2 separate regions of the Callithrix jacchus genome follow, and region 2 is linked to region 1. A link is a contact called in public Hi-C data. All regions are on one chromosome and are shown on one strand. Each heading gives the region's core, a stretch centred on a gene start, on an enhancer-like site or on the middle of the called end of the contact. The rest is flanking DNA. Distances are from core to core; before and after follow the strand shown. Region 1 overlaps LOC118152914 (a long non-coding RNA gene). Region 2 holds the start of PNRC1 (proline rich nuclear receptor coactivator 1).

Region 1 (5,919 bases), core at 1,659-4,158:
GGGTGATTACCGTTATAATTCCCTCTGGCAGATGAGGGTTAAACGCTTTACCCAAGGCCAATAATTAGTACTAGGTGATCCCAAATCTATCAGACCCACTTTAACCCAGTATGAACGGGCTTTCTGCCTGCTGACCACGCCACCAAAACCACTTTTTCAGTGACTTCTCCATTGCCAAATCCTATGATCAATTTTCAGTCCTGTCTTACTCCACCTGTCAGCGGCATTTGACACAATTAATTGATCACTCCCTCTTTCTTAAAACCTTTTTTTAACTCTATTTGGTTTCCAGCACTCCACCCTGTCCTTCCGTATCTCCTGAGTCCCTTTTGACTAATCCTTCCCATTATCCTGAGCATCTCAGGGTTCAGCCCTTGGATTTCTCTGTCGGTATCCATTCCTTAGGTGCTCTTGATTTAAACACCCACTCCCCTATTCCTTCTTGAATGTTCCCCATTTCAGTGGCTCAGGGCTAAACCTTAGAGTAATCCTTTAATGTTTTTCTCTCCCATTTCACACCTAAACCATAGTAAATGATATAATATAAATATATATATGATCTGAAATCTATACATATATATATATTGATATATAAAATCTTTTTTTTTTTTTTTTTTTGAGATGGAGTTTCGCTCTTTTCACCCAGGCTGGAGTGCAATGGCACTATCTCGGCTCACTGCAACCTCTGCCTCCTAGGTTCGAGTGATTCTTCTGCCTCAGTCTCCCTAGTAGCTGGGATTACAGGTGCCTGCCACCATGCCCAGCTAATTTTTGTATTTGTACTTAGAGACAGAGTTTCACCATGTCGGCCAGGCTGATCTCAAACTCCTGACTTCAGGTGATACACCTGCCCCGGCCTCCCAAAGTGGTGGGATTACGGGCGTGAGCCACTGCGCCTGGCTAAAATCTCCAATTTGACCATTTCTCCCTATCTTCATTGCTACTACCCAAGTTCAACTCCCACCTAACACTGCAGAAGCCACCTAATTGGCTTCCCTTTGCCCTGCATTGCCCCTATACATTTAGTTCCCCAAATGGCACCAAAGTGATTTTTTAAAATGAGAATTAGATCCTGTCACTGGTCTGCTCAGAAGCCTCCAATGGCTTTTTATCTTATAGAGAAAACTCCCAAGTGCTTACCCTGGCCCCTGACTACCTCTTGATCACTCTCACTCCCTCTCTTTCCCCTACACACTAGCCTTGCTTTTCCTTGGTTTTGCCAAGCTGGCCTGGTCTAAGGGCCTCTGTTCTTGCTGGAGTCAGTCTGAAATGCACTCCCCCAGACCTCCTCAGGGATCACTCCTACACTCAATTCAAGGATCCTGCCAAAGGCTGCCTCAAATATCCTCTGAAACAACACTCCCACCCCTCTCTATTCCTTTGCGATGATAGGACTAACCCTTCAAGGTAATAGTTTCCCTTTGGTCCCAGAGTGTGGGAGCTAGGGAACTAGGGGTTGGAATGGGGCCCCATGACTCTGACCAGTGCCCTATCCTGCTATGGCTGAGTTGGTATCCAGGATGAAAAACAAAGTCATCCTCTCTCTTCCCTCTCCTCTTGTCAAGCAGAGGGAAAAGTTCTCCATTGGAGCTGTGAGTTGTACTGCCTGGGGATGGGGGAGGGGTGACACAGCACTCCTTTAGCTGCCCTGGCTGATGTCTCACTGGGGCATGTGCTCTCCAAATTCACTAGTTCCCAGCCCAGCACGGCACTAGGACTTGCAGTTTTTGTGGCCTAAACTGCCATTTAAGTTAATTTAGGGCCCCAGAGTACTTCAGCCTATAGTGCGAGGCTGGCCAGACTCAAGTTCCAACCACTGGGATGGGCAGTTTGCCCCTGGCTAGGGCTGGTCTGAATGCTCCCTCTGCGGGTGAGTGTCAGCTGAGCTCAATCTGGTTTTTCTTTCTGTTGTGACAGGGCAGCACTGAGTTCAATGCAAAATCTCACAATGCTGGGCTTTCTGTCTCCTAAGCACACATTTCTCTTTGCCACGCAGCAGCTGCTGTGGGGTGTGGGAGGGGATGAGGGGTGGGTGGTGTTGGCAGTTCAAGACTGTCTTTTATGCCCTCTTCAGTGTCTCTTTCAGTGATAGGAACTTAAAACCAGATCCTGTGAGTGCTCACCTGATTTTTGGTTCTTATGATGGGGCTTTTTAATGCAGATTGTTGTTAAATTTGGTGTTCCTGTGGCAGGGGATGATTGCTGGGGCCTTTTATTCTGCCATCTTGCTTCACCCCCAGTTACAGACTTTTTGTGGCTTATAATTTCCTTGAAATGATCATCTGTTGAAAAGCTGAAATAAAAAAAAATGAATTATTGTGGTGATGATTGTGCAACTCTGTAAATATACTTAAAATTATTGAATTGTACACTTCATATTGGTGAATTTCACAGAATGCAAAAGCCACAAAAACTGTTTATATAACTGAATTTATATTTATTAAATATTATAATGACATTTGAAGTTTGAAGTCAAGGTCTAGCTTAAAATAGTGCTCAGTGTTGATTTTTAAAAAAATAATGACGTAACCTACCAGAGCATAGCTCTAATAAAGGGAAAATCCATGGGAAAAGAACTAGGTCACTCATTATGTGTTTCCAGTACTTGTTAATACAAAACAGAAGTGAAATGGCACCATTGCCCCGGATTACTGGAGTTTGCATAAGGCTCCAGGAAATTCCTCACTTGCAACACTCTTTGGCCAGCACTATATCTGCCCTTGTCCTTTCTGATAAAGCCCAGCCCATGTTGTCTATGTACTTGTCCTTCATCTTTCTTTGCTTGTCATTTGGCTGGATATGCTTTACTGCTTGGAGTGTAACCATTTTTAGTCTTGACGTAGGACAGCTAGAATATAGTAGTAAATTTTGCTGACAGGAAAAAGACCAAGTCGGAACTCGCAGGCATGTAAATCATCCTGCTAGTTAGTCATCGTTCTCACCAATAACACCACGGATCTGGAGTGTGACTTGAACAGAGCAGCAGTGTGAATGCTCAGCTGGCCTGGTTTCTACGGACTTTGGAAAGAAAGCCCTTAGGTGGGACTGGAGTGTTCTGAGGTGGGGCGGGCTGAGTCATGTCTTCGCAGCTGCTCTTTTATAATAATTACTCCTAACAGTCAGTGAGCAGTCACTGAATCTTCCAGGCTTGTGCCTATGTTACTAGACTTTTTATTGCCAAACTGAAATGCTTAAAACACCCAGCAGTGGTAGGCATGCTGCAAGTCTCCAGTCAGAAGGCCTCCATTCCGAGATGATGAACATCACATGCCAGACCTGTCACTCTGCTTCTCCTCCCAGGATGCCCCAAGCTCCCAGCTGTACTCCCAGCCCATCCAGGCTGGACAGCGGGCACCTCCCTGTCTCCTGCTGAAGGAGACACTGCACCTTCCTGAAGCACCAGATCTGAGACAGTCTCTCCTGGCTTTATGCATTGGCTCTGCCACTTAGCAACTGTGTGACTTATGGGTGGTGGGTTGGCAGTAGATGGTCAATGCAAATGAATATCTTTCCTGGCTGTTCTAGAGTGGACTTTCCTCTGATTGGAATTGACTTCATAATGTAGCACTTAACCTTAAACTTTCTTGCATCTTTGCCCACTATTTCATGTGGTGTTCATTTTGTTTCCTTAGCCTAAAACTTCCCTGGGAAGACAGAAAAGGCTTTATTTTCTTTTGGGGTCCCCTTAGAATGTCTTCTCCATTCATAGAGCAAGCTTGTACAGGCTTTGAATATGTCACAGTTGGTGGGTAGTTTAGTTCGTTGACACCACTGTTTTCAGTTCCATTAGGATGGGGCAACAGGATCAGATCAGGTGACGAGGGTGTCAGGGCGTTGGGACTGTGCTGTCGGACGTGAAGGACCATGGCTGACTACTATGTGGGAGTTGTCTCATTGTGTCTGTAGAGTTCAGTTTTTCAGAAAGTGGAAAGCCCTCATTTACATCATCAGTCAAAACAGGGCTTCTCTTACAGCCTAATTCACGAAATGTCTATTTCTCTTCTTCTTTTTGGATACCCAGTTGCCCTTGCCAGAAACTTGAGTCATTTTTAATGCTTCCCTCTTTACTTCCTTCAATGCCCAAAGCTGAGAGTGTCAGCAAAACCTAGTAGACTCAGCCTCTCTGTGTCTCTGCATTCTGGCCCTCCCCTCTATGTCCTCTCCGAGGCTTTAGTTCCGGCTTCCATCGTGTCTTATCAGCATCTCTATAATAACCTCACAGCAGGTCTCCCTGTCATTCAATTTACCTCTCTGTCATTTACCTCCAAAATACTGCCATCATTATCTTAAACAACAGTCTGATCGTGCCACTCACCTTTCTACTATACACATATACTTTTTTCTATTATGTACATGAATATGTATATATATATAGTCTTTGAGATGGAGTCTTGTTCTGGCGCCCACGCTGGCGTGCAGTGGTGCATTCTGGGCTCACTGCAAACTCTACCTCCTGGGTTCAAGCGATTCAAGTACTGGGATTACAAATGTGAGCCACCACACCCGGCCAGATTGGCATGTTGACAAAAAAAAAAATCATTCTGACTATAATATGGGGAATACATTGAAAAGAGAAAATTAAATTCCAGGATATTTTAATTACATTTGTAGCAGCTCTGCTTTTTTGTTACAGGCCTATACTTGACATATAGCTGATTCTCACTTTGTATAATTTCACCTTAATTTGCTGTGCCAAAGCGGGTAACGTTGTTTTACAGGTTTTGGAAAGAAAAAAGCAAAATGGCATAATCAATTGTTAAATGATTTAATGTTATTAGGTCATGGAGTATTTAGTTGCCAGTTCATTTGCCTGATGCCAAAAAGTACAGTTCCTGCTTTAGAAAGTCCCCTGCTTTCCTGTGCTGGAAATTCCCATGTGTAGACAGTTCAGGGAGCCAATTCCAATTCTCTCCTCATGGACTTCCTCCTTCTCTTGGTTTCAGATCCACTTCTATATAAGTTTAAGATTTGCTATTTATATGGGAATTTACTGTATGAAAAAAAGTATTTCAAAGCAGTAGAGAAAATATGAAGTATTCATTAAATGGCATCAAGATAATTGTCTAGTCATTTAGAAAATAAAACTAATTTCCTACCTCACACTAAAATCCTATGTTTGTGATCTTGGAGTTAGAGAAAGCCTTAAATAAAACAAAAAAAGGAAAAACCGTAGTAATGAGTAGGTGGGAAATATTTTATATGTAGGTATATGTGGATATAGATATTTAAATAGATATTTATCACATCAAACACGTATACAGACTACTAAAGATTAAAAAAAAAGGCAAACACTACATAGGAAAAAAAGGGACAAACAATATGAAAATGTAATTCTATAAATAGATGTTCATGTTGGGTGCAGCGGCTCATGCCTGTAATCCCAGCACTTTGGAAGACTGAGGTGGGCAGATCACTTGTGGTCAGGAGTTTGAGACCAGCCTGGCCAACATAGTGAAACCCCAGCTCTACTAAAAATACAAAAAATTAGCTGGGCTTGGTGATGAGCACCTGTAATCCCAGCTACTTGGGAGCCTGAGGCAGGAGAATCGCTTGAACCTGGGAGGAGGAGGTTGCAGTGAGCTGAGATTGTGCCACTGCACTCCAGCCTGGGTGAGAGAGCAAGACTCTTGTCTCTTAATAAATAAATAAATATTCAATTTTATTAGCAATTATGAAAATAAGAATCCACATATATCCACACACATATCAAGGTGCAGGAAGTGGGTAGCCTCATTCACTGACAGAGGGAGAATAAACTGTTACAGGCACTTCTGCAGCAACTTGGCGGTACTTGTAAAATTAAAGTATATCTAGGATATGACCCAGCTATCGTACTTCTCAGTGTTTAGTATGAAGGAATGTTCGGACATATGCACCAAGAGACATGTGCAAGGATATTTATCTCTGCAATGGTTGCAA
Region 2 (6,039 bases), core at 2,796-5,295, 41 kb before region 1:
TTTCAGATTAGAAATCAATTTAGAGCAACAAACCCCATGCTTACATTGATTGTGCCACAGATTTAAACTTCAGTAGTGCATTAGTAAACTGTTCACATTTAGGTCTTCACCTTGAGATTTGACAGCTGTTTCTTGAAAAAAACCTCAGTACCTTGTGCAAATAAGTCTTCCCTGTGCCTTAGCACACACTTAAAATTTCTCCATTGTATATGTACAAAACACCTGCAATGTGGGCAGGGCAAAATACATACTTTCATAACAAAACTATAATATACCTCTCAAATATGAACAATATACACATAATACATGGTATACAGTATTTACAAAATATAAAATATAATACAAGCTGTGATTTTTCAAACTCATCTTTTGCACTTGTATGCTGCAACAAGGCAAATTTCCATTTTTGTACCAATTTTCTCAAGAGTCCAGGGATATGGGAAAACTTATGTTTTACAAACATACTGAAATCTGAAATCTAAGATTGAACTTTCAGGAGCGTTTTTAAGTGTACTGCCATCAGCTCCCTGTTTTGGTTGGAATTTTCAACAGTGCTTCCCATCCAGTGACTAGGAGGCTTTGGAAGAACACTAGGAGAAGGTGGATCACTAAACTTTGCCCCAGCATAATTTTCCTTTTGGCTAACTTCAGTTAGAAATGCTGATTTCTTCAAATGCGTATTTTTAATGTTCTCGGTATTTTTAAAAGGCTTTTTTTCCTGCTTCTGAATTCTGTCAGATGAAACAGAATCCTGCCAAAAGCTGTTTTCATTTCTTTTTGCAGAGGTGATCTTGGTTAGTGGCAAATTATATTTGCTTTTCTGTCTGTTTGTCTTTGGTTGTTCATACAAGTGTATACCATGAACAAGCTGGCCGTGGGGAAGGGCAATTTTCTCCGATTTTCCCATCTTTGATTTTAAAACCTACAAAGACAAGAACACAAAAGTAAATATAATTTCCAGATAAAAATTTTATGAACCTCTTATCACATATCTATATTTTTTTAAGTTTGACCACAGCCACAGAAAAGAACAAAATCATATTCTTTGTAGCCACACATGTAGCTGGGGGCCATTATCCTGAGCGAATTTATGCAGTAGCAGAAAACCAAATACCACAAGTTCTCACTTGTAAGTGAATTTGAGAGCTAAACACTGGGTACAACATGAATATAAAGTGGGGAACGACAGACACTACAAGGCACTACTAGATGGGAAACAGGGAGAAGGGCTGAAAAATGACCTATTGGGCATCGTGCTCACTACCTGCGATGGGATCATTCATACTCCAAACCTCAGCATCATGAAATATACCCATGTAACAAACTTGCACAGGTACCTCCTGGATCTAAAATAGACGTTGAAATTATCAAAACTTTAGTTGTGCATGGTGGCTCACGCCTGTAATCCCAGCATTTTGGGAGGTCAGCAAGTGGATCGCTTGAGTTAAAGGAGTTCCAAGACCAGCAGGGGCAACATAGCAAAACCCCATCCCACGTCGACCACAGTTCAAAAGTTAGGCGGGATCCCTCCCGCTACGGAGGCTGGGGAGGCTGGCTAAGGCAGGAGAATCCCTTTAGCCTGGGAGAAGGAAGCTCCAGTGAGCAGAGATCATGCCACTGGACTCTAGCTTGGAGCGCAAGAGACAGACCCTCTCTCGAGTAAAAAAACAAAACCTTAAATTTCCCTTTACTTTTAGGTTCACTCTTGTTCGCCACGAAAATACCATTAATCACTACTGCTGGTTACCAGTATGCAACGTTAAGCAAATTCTAATACGTCAAATGGGATCATTCATAAATGGGACTTTTCACAGACTAGGACTGGGGCTCCCGGACACCTGCGAGGCGGAAAGCAGGGTCCGACCTTTCCGTGGCCACCCCCAGCCCGCCTCGTCTTCCAGCCCGCCTCATATTCTATTTCAGACTTTTCAAAAAAGTATGAAATAACCCAAGTCCACCCTTCAACAACTCTAAGGAAGACGACTAATAGCTCTCTTCCAGATACCCGTGCCAGAAACAACGTTTGCTGTGTACCTCCTACTTTCTGGTTTAGTAACTGCTTCAAGAACACTGCTTCACTAACCATTTTCCTAACTTAAGGGTGCTCATAGAAGTCTTGAACACATGGAAAAGCATAAACTTGGAACGCAGCACTAAACAAGGCACGACAAGAAAAGTAGAGCACAAGTTAACTTTCCACGTCAATAGGGTTCACTGCCAGAGGTCCCTGGTTAATACGTGTTCCAGAAAACAGGCCAGGAAAACAAGCACAAAAGCTTTTAGACAGTCACGGGTATTTCAAAAGTCGTGGAATTTTAAAACTTGGGAGATATCTGAGAACATAATTTAAAGAAACGCAGTGATCCCAGCCACCGCACCAAAAAAACAAAAAACGCCGTGAGCATTTTTCCCCAAGGGCACAGCTAAACTGCAAATCTCTAAGTCAATGCAACATTCACTAAATAGTGGGAACTTGATTTTATTACGAAAATAGTAAGTCATTTAAGCCCATCAAACGTTATTTGCCAAGACTTTGAAATCATTTCGTAGACTTAATCCCATTTAAACTTCTATCCATTTTGTCCTAATCCAATAGCACTGCAATCACACAGCCTAAGTCAATTCAATTGCTAACCCTTCTGAAAACGTACTGTGGACACACCAACACGAAGTACACAGTGGCAACCGTAATAAAATCAGTTTTGTGCGGCTCCTGCCAACCCATAACTTAGAACCACTAAGTAGGTCAGCCCCGCGGCCGGCAGAGCCCCAGCTGGACTGCGCGTCCCATACTGGACGCCTCACATTTCGGCACGGCTCCAACCAAACGAAACCGAGCTGCTCGGAGCCCACTCCGCCCGCAATGGCGGGACCTTAGAGACTGTCTCCGCGCTTCACTGACTAGGACTGGGGCTCCCGACAACCGGGAAGCCGAAGGCTGGGCCCCGTTCTTTCCCGGCCGCCCCCGCCCTGCCTCGCCTCCTTCATGGGCGCAGGAGCGTCGGGCACGTAGCGCGCGCTGACGTCAGGCCTCCCGCGGGCCCCATCCCTGCCCCCAGCCCGCTGAGCGCCCGGAACGCCGAAACCCCCTGGAACGCCGCCAGCCTTCTAAATCGGGGCTGTTGCTGGGGCGCAGCGGCGCTTCTTATTGGCCGACTCCTGGGAGCCAATCACAAGCGCCAGCGCATGCCTCCCCTTCCCCCTTCTTCCCCCAAAGCAAGACTGGAGCGGGCGTCACGGAAACTTCCCTCCCGAGTAAACAGCCGCCCCCCCCCGCCCCCTCCCCCCGGGTGCAGGGCCTGCAGCCCCAGAGCTCCACCACGACCGTCTAAGGGCCCGACTCCTCAACGGCCCCCAGCGACCCTTACCTCTTTCCTGAGCGGGGGTTGGTCGGGCGCCGCGGGCCGCAGTGGGGCAAGGTCGGGGCTGGCTCCTTCCGTGCGAGTTGCGGCTGCAGGACTCGGGGCCAAAACGGCGGCAGGGCCCGGGACCTCCTGCGCTCTGCTCGGGCCCGTCGTCGGGCACCGGCCGCCCTCCAGACTCGGCCGGTGCTGCTGGTACTGGTGGAAGCGGCTGGGCAGCTGCCCTGCAGGGCTGGCCGGCACCTTCTTCTTTCGCCGCTTCTTCGGCGCTGCCCGAGGTGTGCCTCCAGCCGCGACGAGGCTGCGGTTGGGCAGAGCTGCTGGAGCACGAGGCTGTGGGGTCACACACGGGCCATCTCCCCCTAAGAAGTGAGGGAGGAAAAGGGTCGGGGGCAGTGCCCGTGGATCCGGGATCCGGGGTAAAGGCGGCGGAGCCGTGGTCACCATGGGGAGGGCCCCGAAGTAACCGCGGGAGGAAAAGCCAAGCGGCGCAAGGCGGCCACCCAGGACGAGCGGCTCCCGCTGCGGGACGGAGACGACGGTCATAGCGCTAGGAAGCTTATCGCTCAGCAACGAAGAGAAAAGAAGGTGAAGCCTGTGAAGACGGGGTAGCGGCGACGGATGCTGCTAGGAGAGCCAGCGAAGATCGCGGAACATGACTCGGGCGGTGGCGGCGCAGCAACAAATAGCCACAGCCCCAGCTCCAAGTGTTGTTATCGGAAGCTCCGCCCCATGCCCGCCCACCTCCCTGGGAAAGCCCAATCAGAATGCGACGGTGCAGGCCACGCCCCTGCTCCGCCTCCGCCGCTTGGGGTAGACACACACAAACAACCAGCTTGCTGCAGCCTGGCACAAAGAGCGCGCACTGCGCAGGCGCTGCCAGCGGGCTCTTTCGGGAAAAGTCGGTCCCGCGAACAATGAAGTTGGGTTTCCGCCCCACCCTCCTAACCCCTCCCCAGCACCGCTCCGCGCCTCGCCTGGCTAAAGAGTGGTGGGACTGAAATGTCCCGGGGGAGTTTGTTGATTGTGGGTGGGGAAGGGAGGGGGCAGGAGGAGGGCGGCAGGAAGAACGGGGGCGGGGAAGCGGGACGACTCTGGCAAGGCCACGGTTGCCTCCTCCGCTGCTGACCTTGGGGAAGTATCAATTTTATTTTCAGCCCAACATAACAGCGTTATCATTTTTAAAAAAGATTTTTAAGTATGTTGTAGAGATTTCTTCCCTAGCAATCGTGAAGAAAATCAGTCTACATTTAAATTATGTCTACTGAAGTGTGGCTCACGATTCTTTCATTTACTTGGTTCAGCAAGGCTGCTTGTTAGTCCTGGTGATCAGAGTAAAAGTCAAAGTGACTTACTGGTTGAATTGGCCCCTCAATGTATAATAAGTTCTCTGTAAATCCATAAACGGAAGTTGGAGTTTTTTCTGACTTAATACTGTGAGACTTTGAGATCGCAACATTGTATCTGGTACTTGAGGAAGCAGCAAGTTGGCTTCTATCTCCAAGGGAGAAAGTGAAACAGCCCTGCAACCTACAGAGTATTTTATTAGCTGTGTGTAGACAGAAATCTCTCTTGATTTCCCCGCACTGCTCACCCACAAAAAAGAATTGTGGCCATAATTTATCATGTATTTATGTTCCGGGAACTGTTCTTTACGTAAATTATCTCACTTTAACTTCGCAACAACCCTTATGAATAGTACTAAGAAAAATAGCTCAGACCTCAGCTCTGCGAGGTAGGGAGGCTCTGTCACTCTCTTCCTTTCCCTACCAACCCATGCCTGGAGCAATTGTTTAAAGGCATTTTGTTCCTGATTAGCTGCCTGCGCATTATCTTTATGTTTCTGGAATTTAAGACATAAAGAACAATGTATAGTTTTGTTTTTTGTTTTTTTTTGAGACAGAGTTTCACTCTTGTTACCCAGGCTGGAGTGCAATGGCGCGATCTCGGCTCACCGCAACCTCCGCCTCCTGGGTTCAGGCAATTCTCCTGCCTCAGCCTCCTGAGTAGCTGGGATTACAGGCACGCGCCACCATGCCCAGCTAATTTTTTTGTATTTTTAGTGGAGACAGGGTTTCACCATGTTGACCAGGATGGTCTCGATCTCTTGACCTCGATCCACCCGCGTCAGCCTCCCAAAGTGCTGGGATTACGGGCTTGAGCCACTGCACCCGACCAATGTATAGTTTTTAAATGTACATTGGTAAACAATTAGGAGCTGCCTCTTTTCCTTTAAAAACCTACTTTTAACTGTGGCTAATCCGAGTGTATATTCAGTGCAGCTTGAATCTATGGTCTTGGGTTGCAGTCTTCAATCTTGGCCTAATTTTGCCTCAGGTTCTTCTTTTTAGATGGACAGTACTGTATTTTATCCCCATTTTACAGCTGGGAAGCTGAGGCTTAGGGTAAAGGACTTCTGAAAGATCAAACTGTAAGTTAGCATCAGAATTTGATCTCCAGTCCAGGTATGGCAAGACCAAAGTTTTAACAACAGCTGTACTACCTGCCACACTATATTCTATGTTTTTAGAAGATCACAATAATCTTACACTCATAGCCCCTACAATAGTTTCCGCTTTGGGGTAGTAAGCAATTGGTGCCTCAAATGAAATGATTGATGGATAGATTGAATATCCAGAAAAATGCTTCCCAATCACTTTATAAACTTTGTTTTTAG

The links. Hi-C and Micro-C count contacts between places; a contact is called where the count stands out from the background.
Region 2: a Hi-C map of skeletal muscle shows a contact between it and region 1, with 2.1 times the contacts expected there. The contact joins the promoter of PNRC1 here to the enhancer-like site in region 1. A contact is called at or near these places in 2 of 3 Hi-C or Micro-C datasets (both in skeletal muscle).

Annotation. Positions count from the first base shown.
Region 1 is chr4:95,089,175-95,095,093 of calJac240_pri, reverse strand. LOC118152914 (a long non-coding RNA gene) reads right to left here. Exons shown (of 7, transcript XR_013534379.1): 7 at 558-2,293. Among named protein-coding and RNA genes, the nearest start is that of PNRC1, 41 kb to the left of the region's middle. Within about 2 kb of position 2,908, at least 13 of the 16 cell types and tissues checked have an H3K27ac peak or open chromatin away from gene starts, as enhancers often do. A contact at or near this core is called in skeletal muscle, where this site is marked.
Region 2 is chr4:95,130,813-95,136,851 of calJac240_pri, reverse strand. PNRC1 (proline rich nuclear receptor coactivator 1) reads right to left here and starts at 4,045. Exons shown (of 2, transcript XM_002746811.5): 1 at 3,369-4,045; 2 at 1-922. The coding sequence starts at 3,908. The coding sequence ends at 479.